Regions from separate parts of the Pan troglodytes genome. Here region 2 is linked to region 1. A link is a contact called in public capture Hi-C data. All regions are on one chromosome and are shown on one strand. Each heading gives the region's core, a stretch centred on a gene start, on an enhancer-like site or on the middle of the called end of the contact. The rest is flanking DNA. Distances are from core to core; before and after follow the strand shown. Region 1 has its middle 76 kb from the start of SPACA7. Region 2 has its middle 17 kb from the start of TUBGCP3.

What was found. Capture Hi-C pulls out chosen DNA fragments and counts their contacts.
Region 2: a contact with region 1 is called in a capture Hi-C map of stem cell-derived neural stem cells, with 5 times the contacts expected there. The contact joins two enhancer-like sites. A contact is called at or near these places in 2 of 7 Hi-C or Micro-C datasets (induced pluripotent stem cells and stem cell-derived neural progenitor cells) and 1 of 1 other capture datasets (stem cell-derived neural stem cells).

Annotation. Positions count from the first base shown.
Region 1 is chr14:118,064,637-118,069,916 of NHGRI_mPanTro3-v2.0_pri, forward strand. No RefSeq gene overlaps it. Among named protein-coding and RNA genes, the nearest start is that of SPACA7, 76 kb to the left of the region's middle. Within about 2 kb of position 2,560, at least 3 of the 24 cell types and tissues checked have an H3K27ac peak or open chromatin away from gene starts, as enhancers often do. A contact at or near this core is called in stem cell-derived neural stem cells, where this site is marked.
Region 2 is chr14:118,216,808-118,222,486 of NHGRI_mPanTro3-v2.0_pri, forward strand. No RefSeq gene overlaps it. Among named protein-coding and RNA genes, the nearest start is that of TUBGCP3, 17 kb to the left of the region's middle. Within about 2 kb of position 3,999, at least 18 of the 24 cell types and tissues checked have an H3K27ac peak or open chromatin away from gene starts, as enhancers often do. A contact at or near this core is called in stem cell-derived neural stem cells, where this site is marked.

The DNA.
Region 1 (5,280 bases), core at 1,310-3,809:
TCAGGCTCCAGGAGCCTGTCCTGCTCCTGAAGCTCATGGTTCAAACCTTGTTTCCTGCTTTGTAAACACTTAGGAGTCATTGATTTAAAAGTGTCCAGACCCCAAAATGCCACACGTCTTTTTGTTTAACTCATAAAAAAATACTGACTATAAATGAGTCCAGACTCGTGTCTTGATGTTCAAAGCCTCCCACATTCTGTCCCAACCCGCCTTTGCCACCACCAGGGTCTCCTTCAGTACTGGGGGCGTGTCTCATCCTCCCATCTCCACACGTCACTGTTCCCGAGACTGCCTTTCTCGCTTCTTCCACCGGGCCAGCCCCAACCAGGGTAGACCCAGCCTCCGGCCCCTGGGAACCCCTGCTCGGAGCCTCCGTCACATTTTGCGGTGCCGTCACTGTGCACACTTTGTCATCGCAACTGCACACACCTCCCAGCTCTCCCAGCCACCGTGCACACTTCATCATCACAACCACACACACCTCCCAGCTCTCCCAGCGACCGCGCATGCTTCATCACAACCACACACACCTCCCAGCTCTCCCAGCCACCGTGCACACTTCGTCATTGCAACCGCACACACTTCTCAGCTCTCCCAGCCACCGTGCACACTTCATCATCACAACCACACACACCTCCCAGCTCTCCCAGCCACCGTGCACACTTCATCATCACAACCACACACACCTCCCAGCTCTCCCAACCACCGTGCACACTTCATCATCACAACCGCACACACCTCCCAGCTCTCCCAGTGACCGTGCACGCTTCATCATCACAACCAAACACACCTCCCAGCTCTCCCAGCAGCCTCAGGTCCCTCACAGCAGGCTGGGGATTCTTCATCCTGCACCCCTGCAAGTCCAGGACAGGGGCCCGGATTTGAAGCGTGGATAGTCCTGTGACCTTTGGATAAGTTACTAAATGTTTACAAACCTCAGGGTGTTCAAATGTGTACAAATAAAATTATGAAAATGAAAATGTGTAAATTAAACAATCGATATTTGTTGCTTTGTTGATGAAGGATGGCTGGCTTCCACAAATGCAACCCCAGGCAGTTCTTCAGGAAAGGCGGCCATCTGGAAGGCGCATTCGCCTTTCTGCCGTCTGCAGGCTTGGCCTCTAGCCGGGCGTCCAGCCTGCCTAGCCTTCCACAGCCCTCACTGAACACATCGTCTCCAAAAGTGCAAATCCAACGAGCTTGAGCTAATCACAGTGCTTTAGAGAAGGGACCTGTCTTCTTCCAGCTCCTCAATTGACTTCAATTCTGCTAACAGGAGCCTTGTTTTTGCAAGATAGGTCCAGTCTCGAGCCTTTCCGCTCCACAGGGCTCGGTCCCTGAACGCGGCCCAGGGCCTCCCCACACGGAGATTTCTCTTTCCTTTCACCAACACCAGAAAGATCAACCATAGCAGATTTTTTCATCTGAAAGGATTTTTCTAAAGTAACTATTTAAAAATGGTGTTTCCTTTGGCCATCTGTATTCTAAATGCTGGCTCCTCCCGCCAGAGGCCTCTGTGAGAACTGAACTGTAGACGCAGAGGGGCAGGGAGGAGGTCAAAGGCAGTTTCCAGCGCCCGGGGCCGCCTAACTCTGCCTCGCTGCATTAACACTTGACGAGCATATTGACATACTAGGCTTTGCGATCCTCTTTCTATTTTTAAACACTTGATTTATGCCTTTCAGTTGGATCTTATTCAACTAAAAATGTACTGTGTGTTCAGCTGAAAAAGAGTAAACATTTTCCATGGCTATGGCAATATGTTTGCATAGACCTCAATTACAAAATTAACAGGGCAGATTTGGTTGTCTTTGTTGAGCCGAAGAGATTACAATGAAAACCTCTAATGAAAGGAGACATGAGAAATAAGACCTAAAGACAATACTAAACAAGAACGGCTCGTTTATTCACTAAATTTGATTTACTAGACAGCTGTGTTGCTTCCATTTTAGAATTCAACAAGTAAGAACGTCATTTCTAAATGGCAGCAAAACCCGAAATCCCGGGTTAGAGCCAAGGGTGTGTGGGTCAGGGGGTGGACAGGGATGGGCAGAGGGCGTGGGGAGAGATGGTGACGGCGCGGAGCCTCCCTGGGCCGATCGGCACGATCCGCGCTCCGGAGTCACCTGTGCGCCAGCTGATGACACAGTATGAATCTCGTCCAAGGTGTGACTCCATGTCCCGGGACTGGTGGAGGCGGAAGGTGGGAGGTGGGGACTGGCTGTGCCCAGCCTGGAGGGAAGAGGTGCTCGGGCCTGGGCTGGCGGGGCTGCCTCAGGGGCTGAGTGACCAGCAGAGCCCTCAGACCTGTGCCATGCCGCCCTGGGACGGGGACAGGTGACCCAAAGCCAGGCACAGAAGGGCAGGTGTCACTTTCTTCCCCTGGCCCGAAAGGCCCCTGCCCGCCTGGACAGCATCAGGAGGCTGGCAGGGGACTGGTGCCATGGACGGGCCCTGGCTGACGATGGAGGTGGGCACGTCGGCCCGCAGAGGCTCTCCTTGGCCCACACTCAGTTGGCTCCTGAGCCCTTTCTAATGAGGCCTGATCTGGGGCTTCCCGCTCTGTCCTTGTGAGGGGGAGCCGCTCCACTGGGTGAAAATACCGGCACATCAGCGTCATGGGAGCCCTGCCGGCCGTCAGCCGTCGTCCTGTCAAATCTGTCGGAGCCCCTCACCCTGATGCTTCTTGTTCACGGTGTTCCATCCCCGGCCCTTCCTCGTCCACAGTTACACGTCCTGTCCCCTCCCTCCCCATCCTCACGGCAGGAGGAGCTGAGTCCACTCTCCCCATCCCACGGCCCTGCTGCTGCCATCCTGAAACCTATCACCAGGGCCCCCAGAATGGAGCCAGCCTGGCCACCTCCAACGCGCGTTTGGTGAGATTTTTTGTTTGTTCTTGAGCGTGATGTACAGAGAAGAGGGTGGGAGGATGTGGCCACGGGGCAGGAAGTGCAGGGTGACACCCGAGGGCTGACAGCTGCCCCCGAGCCCCCAGCCCCTCGCCTGGCCATCCCAGACCACCCCCAGACCCCATGCTGGCCACTGAGAGGCCATGCCTGGCAGGCCAGCAGCCCCCCAGAAACACCATGCAGCTACACACTGGCCGGTGAAGGGCCCACACACAGAGCCGGGAGAGTGAGCGGGCAGGCGCACACTGTGTGCTGGGAAACCAGTGCCTCTCACTGCTCTCCAGTGCTGGGCACACACACTCCTGGCAGCAGACGGAAGGGCGGCTTCCGGGCCCTCAGACCCAGGACGGGCACCACGCTGGAGCTCAGCCATCCCGGCGGTGGCATCACAGAGTGGCCCTGCTCTCCCAGAGTCCTTGCCCGGATGAGGGCTGCCAAGACAGGGCCATCGGGGAAGCTGCTGCCGGCTCATTTGCAGCTTCCTTCCAGAGGCCCAGATGCGGTTCTGCAGAACCAGATGCGGTTCTGCAGAAAGAGAGTGCTTCGGGGGCTCCGGAGCCCACCGCACAGCCCCGGCCACCTTGGAGCCACACTGGCCCCTCCGCTTCAGGTCTCTGGAACACCAAAGGAAGGTGGAGACCGGCCCCCGTCAGGACTAGGAAGCAGGGGGCTTCCCAGAGCCTCCACCGGGCTCGAGGCCAGGCAGGCTTCACCACACCCCACCGCAGCCCACCACATACCCCTGACCCCCAGCAGCGTCCTGACCCCAGGCTGTCAGTCCACATGCAGGCGTCGGGTGCACATCAGTGAGGGAAGGAAGGAACACAAGGCCAACGCCAATCACAAAACTGCCCTGAGAAAACGGAGAGAAGCCCCTCCGTTCAGGGAGTTCCATTCCCAGGATGTGGCATCAGAGAAGGACCGCCTAGACGCCCGGACCCCTGAACTTCTCCCCAGCACTGACAGCTGCAAGCCTGGCCACACTCACAGCACGGAGCCCCGCCTGACGCCGCGGTCGCTTGACTTCACAATCACAGGAGCGTGACGCCTACAGCCTATTGTTGCCGTGTAGGGCACAGACTTCTTAAAAAGAATCTTCAGGGGATGTCGCCAGGTGATGGCGGGAATCCTCAATGAGAGGGTGAGGCCGCCGGGGCTGCTGTGTCCTCAGATGTGGTGCCACCTCCGAGGGTCTCCAAGGGTGCATGTGAGCCACAGTCACCACCACAGTGTGCCGACGACCGCCACAGAAACAGCCACGGCACCGCGAGGACCGTCCTGCACCACAATCAGGACACAGCGATAAAGATGTCGCATCCATCCACCGCTTAATTCCGTGCCAGCTTTTATTCACCACCTGAATCATGGTTCACATTTTTAAAGGTTGGGGGAGAAGACACAGCTTGTCCCAGAAGTCATGCTCGGGTGTCCAGAGAGGCCTGAGTGCCGATCTAATCGCAAGTGATTAGAATGTGGTACCGGGAGGGATAACAGCAGGAAGCAGCAGGCACAAGCAGGGTCGCCAGAGGGACAGGGATAGTCTGTAAAGGTGGGGACAAAGGAGTCAGTGGGGACAAAGGAGTTGGGTCGCGAGTGCAGGAACTGGGGGCTCTGGGCAGGGCAGGGAGGGGACTAGGCCTTGTGCTGTGGGAGGGAGGGACAGTGTAGAGCCAGACATCCCTGGGGCGCCTGATTCCCGACCCACTGTGGTTCCCAAGGGCAACCACACAGCTCAGCTGGGCACGTCTAGCTGGAGCTTGGGCCCCTGGAGTGCGGGTTCGGGCCACCACCCCCAGCAGAGGCCATGCTGAGGGACAACGGGAGCCCCATTAGGGCCAGACCCCCTTCCACCACCCGCCCCCATGAACTTCCTTCAGGAAGACAGTCCTGGAGCCATGGAGGCTTCCTCCTCTCCCACAGCATGAGCTGGGTCCTCAGCCAATGTGGAGGGTGCGACTCAGACCCTCCCTGGAGGACGCCTGTCACTGCCAGAAACCTGAGGGCTGCAGCCTCCAGCGGCCGAGGGGAGGGCCCGGCCGCACTGTCCCTGCTGGACGTGCCTGGAGAGCAGTCCTTGCCGTCCGACCACCTCTGGTCATGACCTGCTGAGGAAGGGCTTACCCTCCACCCACAATGAACCCACATTTCTGAGCCCCCGAGATCCTGACACCAAAGTGAAGCCTTGCGTGAGGACACGGGCGATAAGGCATCAGTGCAGCCAGGCGCGGCCCCAGCCTCTCGGAAGTGAGGCGAGCCTCCATCCCCCATCCAGAGGAAATTAATAAAGCTACCTGCAGATTATTATGGAAAATAGATTATCTCCTGCAGTGATGATTTAAAATAAATCCTGTTTGAGGACCCCACTGACACA
Region 2 (5,679 bases), core at 2,749-5,248, 150 kb after region 1:
AGACATTTGAAAGAAAGAAGTTAATGAGTTTCCGGATGATTAGAGCGCTTATTCCCCTTCTGCTTGAACAAAGCGCTTCACCCAGATTAATAATGTAAAGATGGAGAGCCTCTGTCCACCACAGAACCTGCAGCTGCAAACTCTTCCGTGAGCCACCACCGTGGTCAGAGGAGGTCTCAAAAGACCTTCTGAATAACTCTCTTTTCCCTCGGCACTGAGCATTGTACTCCATGATTGATTTGAAACACATGAATGCCCAGACGGGCCATTTATTTCTATAAATATATGTTATAAATTACCCTGGCGGCAGCAGGCTTCAGTTCACCTCTGCATAGGAGAGGAAAACATTTGTTCTTTGTCATATTTTTATATTTCATCTGCCTCACAAAACAATTGAGTGGGCTAGTGACCAACCATGCACTGCCACTGCTAAGTGTTCATTTTACCGAACGTTAGCTTGAATGTATTTTTAAAGATACAGCTGGAATTTACAGATGAGTCTGTATAATTTGAGGCAGACACTCAAAACCAAGAAACTCCCCCATCATGTGTTTTACACATTAACGGTTTTATTTTGCACAAATTATATTTCTACACAATGGCCCAGCTCACATTTATTTAGTGTATAATGTGACTATAAGATTACCATGTAAATATTCCCAAAGCAAGACCTGCATTATAGTCTGGTGTGCAAAGTCGGTTTTCTGTTAAAAAGCAGCTGATTTAATAAAGCACAGAAAGAGCTTGAGGCCGAAGACTGGGGTTGGGTGGCTCTACTACTGATGAGAAGAAATCATTTTACTTCCTCGCGCCTGCATTCTCAGCTAAGAGACACAAACTGTAGTATTTTATCAATTTTGGATTCTTATTGAAAGAACCAAATGGATCGCATCCGATAAAGTTTGACCTTGCCTTCCGATTCTCCTCCAGGCTTCTCCATCCATGATCACAGATTTGCATACAAGAAGAACCACGAAGTTATCTTTGCAGTTTCCCAGCCTATCTTTGTATTAAAAGTTCCAGAATTTACTCCACCTAAAACTGGGCAAGTCTTTGCTCTTTCCTAATGATTTTATTTAACTACTAAATCTCTAATATTTGGTAGATTTTGTTTTTTTAAAACTTAGAAGATATGAAGAATTCCATATAACGATCCTAAATGTGCTAGGTGTGGTGGCTCACGCCTGTAATCCCAGTGCTTTGGGAGACTGAGGTGGGCAGATCACAAGGTCAGGAGATCGAGACCATCCTGGCCAACACGGTGAAACCTTGTCTCTACTAAAAATACAAAAGAAATTAGCCGGGCATGGTGGCATGCGCCTGTAGTCCCAGTTACTTGCGAGGCTGTGGCAGGAGAATTGCTTGAACCCGGAAGGCAGAGGTTGCAGTGAGCCGAGATCGCACCATGGCACCCAGCCTGGGCAACATGAGTGAAACTCCATCTCAAAAAAAAAAATCCTAAATGTTAGTAACAGTCACAAATTTATCATGCCTAGCATTTTTATCTCGGCTTATGGAATGGGGCCAAAGCTAACATACACAGAGTGAAAGGAAAGCAGAGAAGGAGGAAGGGAGAAGAGGGCAGAGGGAGGATGGAGGGAGAGAGGCTGTTCTGCTCTCTTGATTGATATCGATAATTGCTTTCTGCTTTCTTCATCCCAAATTGGTGCTCTTAACTCTCCTATTCTAGAACCAAGAGCTAGAACAGAGACTTAACACTGCCCACTTCCTCTGTTCAAATGTAGTCCTCCCTGGGGTCCTATAGCAGTTTTCCAGTCAAAAAATGTGTTAATGATGAACTCATAGAATCACTATTTCCAGTGAGAAAACAATCCAGTCAAATTCAAATGCTTTGCTCTCATTTGACCTACCAGTCTCTTATTAGGTTTCATTCCAGATCTTTAGAGTCTTGTATTATGGCTTTTTGTTTTCAATTCATGCATTATTTTTATATTTCCAAGGTTTTCTTTGGGTATCTTTTAGTTTGAGAAACTATCTTCAAATATTCACCAACACACTTGATTGTTTTGTTGTTGAGACAGGGTCTCACTCTGTCATCCAGGCTGGAGTGCACTGGTGTCATCACAGCTCACTGCAGCATTGACCTCCCAGACTCGAGTAATCCTCCCACCTCAGCCTCCTGAGTAGCTGGGACTACAGGCATATGCCACCATACCCAGCGCATGTTTTAATTTTTTGTAGAGATGAGGTCTTGACATGTTGCCTAGACTGGTCTTGAACTCCTGGGCTCAAGCAACCCACCCACCTCAGACTCCCAAAGTGCTGTAATTACAGAAGTGAGCTACCATGCCTGGCCCAAATTTATTTTTATTTCATTGGCAAAAATAAGTTTTTTCCTGCTCCTAATAAATGTGCATTGAAAAATTTGGAAACCACAAAAAATACCTAAAGGATAAAAGTCAGGAGACAGCCCTGGTAATGGGTTAGTGCTGTCCGCCCAGTCTCTCTCCACCGCGTGTGTGCATACACTTGTGATTGCACTACACATGATATTTTATAACCTCCCTTTTCACTCAATATCATATCTCATATTTTTCTATGTCATCAAAAAGGCTAACCCTTGGCTATTAAGGGCCTCCTAATACCCCATCACATGGATGTGCTGCTCTTTATGGGATTAATTTCCCTCTTCAAACATGACATCTGGCTTGTCTTTACATTTTTAAATTCTTCACTATTACATATAAGAAAGTAAAAGCCATTCTAAAAGCAGCTTGGGGCCGGGCACGGTGGCTTATGCCTGTAATCCCAGCACTTTGGAAGGCCGAGGCGGGCAGATCACTTAAGGTCAGGAGTTTGAGACCAGCCTAGCCAACATGGTGAAACCCCGTTTCTACTAAAAATAAAAAAAAATTAGCCGGGCCTGGTGGCAGGCACCTGTAATCCCAGCTACTCAGGAGGCTGAGGCAGGAGAATCACTTGAACCCGGGAGGCGGAGGCTGCAGTGAGCCAAGATCGCACCACTGCACTCCAGCCTGGGTGACAGAGCGAGACTGTCTTAAATGATAATGATAATAATAATAATAATAACAACAGCTTGGGACCCAAACCATTGGCTGAAGCCCATCTGTAAAGTCATGAATTTGGAGTAGACAATCACACAGGCTCTTTATCCCAACCTTTCCATGGAGCTCAGGCTGTCAGCCACCTCTTCAGAAGTCGGAATGCCTGGAGAGCCCTTAGTCCACGTGTCGGCTGCGCCTCCGTCTTCTGCCTCCACTCTGTCCTCCACCATTTGACCAGGCAGTGCTGGGAAGCAAGGAGGGGACCAGGCTGGAGCCTTAAGTCCTGGCGCAGCTGTCGACTGTCAGTGCGGCCACTGCAAAGCGATGGAAATGTCCCAGAGTGGGGCAGCTGGTCGGTAAGACGATGTCACAGATGCCTGGGAAGAGGAATGCACTGGATAAAACGCTGCCTCACTGAACTCTTATTCACAGCCCTGAGCATCCGCCTTTGATTATATTCATAGCCTTGAGGAAGAGCTAGAGATGAGGCATCTTTCCTCACGGAACAGCCGACACAGATATTACAGCCTGGCTTTGGGCTTCAGGAGACGGGCTCAGAGACATCAAGTGCTCTGCCCAAGATCACACAGCAGTGAGTGGCTGAGCAGAGGCCAGACCCCTCCCGCAGCCACTTTCTAATGGCGGCTACAATCACCAAGAGGGACTGAATTTCAAAGCCTCTATTTAAACAATGATGAGCTACAAAATGCATTCTTACTTCTTAGGTCAACACTTTACTAATAAATTAGGAGATTAAAAAGTCGATATAAAATGTATAAAAAATCTTCACCAGATGACTTCCGCCGTGTCAGGAAGCTGCTATTTCTGTTACGTTTTACTGTTCTCTTCCCCAAATCCCTGGCGTGTTGCCTGGAAATTCGCGATTGTCTGTAACTCTTCATCTAGCTCCTAGGATTTCGTTTGAAATTCCTGCCACGGTCAGAAACATTTTGGAAGACAGCATTTGAACATCGGATGCAGAAGAAACGCACTCCCGGTTACCAGCAAGATCGCTGTGTGGAATGAGGCACTTGAGAAAATCTACATTTGGCTCTGAATTTTCTCAACTTCTTTCCCTCCTCCAGGGAAACAGAAGCGCGGAAAGGCGCCCTCTCCTTCCCTCCGTCTGAGGCTCTCGCCCGCCAGGCCCTTCCCGACTCCGCCCAGGCCACGGGCTGCCCCACCCACACCGGCAGCCTGAGGGGAAGCGGCGGCACCGCCCGCGCGGGTCCGGCCCTGAGGCGGCCTGGTGCTGCCCCCTGCCGTCCAGCGGGAATCGCAACCGATCTCAGAGACTGAATCTAAGAATAACTGTCAGATCATCAGGAGGGTTCTCCTAGTTCCACAAATGAGTCTATTTGATCGTGGCCCACAATCTTTGCCTGACTGAAAAAGGCGGTTTTCAGAATGCGGACGAGCTCGTTCCACCCTGCACGAGCAAGAGAACGTTGGAGGCTGCAAGGTGCCCTGCAAAGCCCTTCAGAAAGTCCTGGTGAAATCCCAGTGCCAGAGACGACTCCGAGCGAGATACTGCTTTGGACTTCCGTGTTCCAATCCTCAAAGTAGATTTCACTTGCAGGATTTTGAGAGGTTTAAAAAATACCTGGCAGGCATCTAAAAATGGCAGCAGTAAAAGAGGGTATGGAATTTTTATTTGTAGATTTCAATAAATGAACTTTTTCAAGATTACATGAATAAGATCAATAGAGAGATTCACTTTAGCATACTGAGTCTGTTTTTAAATGAACCTTAATTTAGCATTATACATATGTCAGGATTGCATTATTTTATATATTAAAACTAATCCAAGATGAATGGGAAAATAGAGAATCTAAATTTATCCAATTATTTCAATAGTAGTACTTAATAAAGCTCCGGCTGTAGAGATTTATTGATTCGGCAAACAGAGATGGTCTCATCTCCACAGCACAAGAAACCCTGTGCATCACAAATGAGTTTCACGGGTATAAAGTAAAATTTCTAGTAGCTGTTTTTTAAAAGTGTAAAATTAATTAATTAAGATTGTTTTATCTTGTATCTTACTTTGCAACCAGTAACATTGTGGCTTCAGAGCCACAAGTCCTAAATTTGAATCCAAGGCTGGCCTCTAGGCAAACACCTCTCAGATGCTAGATGGTGCCTTTGAAATAAGCATGTGTTATATAACCCAGTGTGCACAGAGGCCTCATGCCCACAAACTATTGCTACCTGGGAATGTCAGATAGTCCTGCCTGCCACTGTCACCCCTGAACTGTATGACTTGTTTCTTCTCCTATGGCCTTGACTCTTGGTTCTTGACTCTGGTATTCACTTGGCCCTGGTGTCATCCATACTAACATGTTGTATATAAGATGCATGTGTACAGTGAGTTTTTATTTTTCTAATTACGAAATGAGTAGATGCTTATTAAAAAATTGCACCTTGCTGAAATCTGAACTAGACCAGATTAGCCTTGCAAGGCTCTGAAAACCAAATTGTTACTGGAATTACAGTTCACAAAAATAGGCCAGGTCCTATACACTGAACCTAAACAAAGCTACTGTCTGTTAAAAATCAGAAACTTAAATAGGATCAAGAATCTTGGCATAATATTAAAAGTGTGCAGGATACAAGCAAATATTGCTTGTCACAACAAGAAGCAGGAGAAACACAA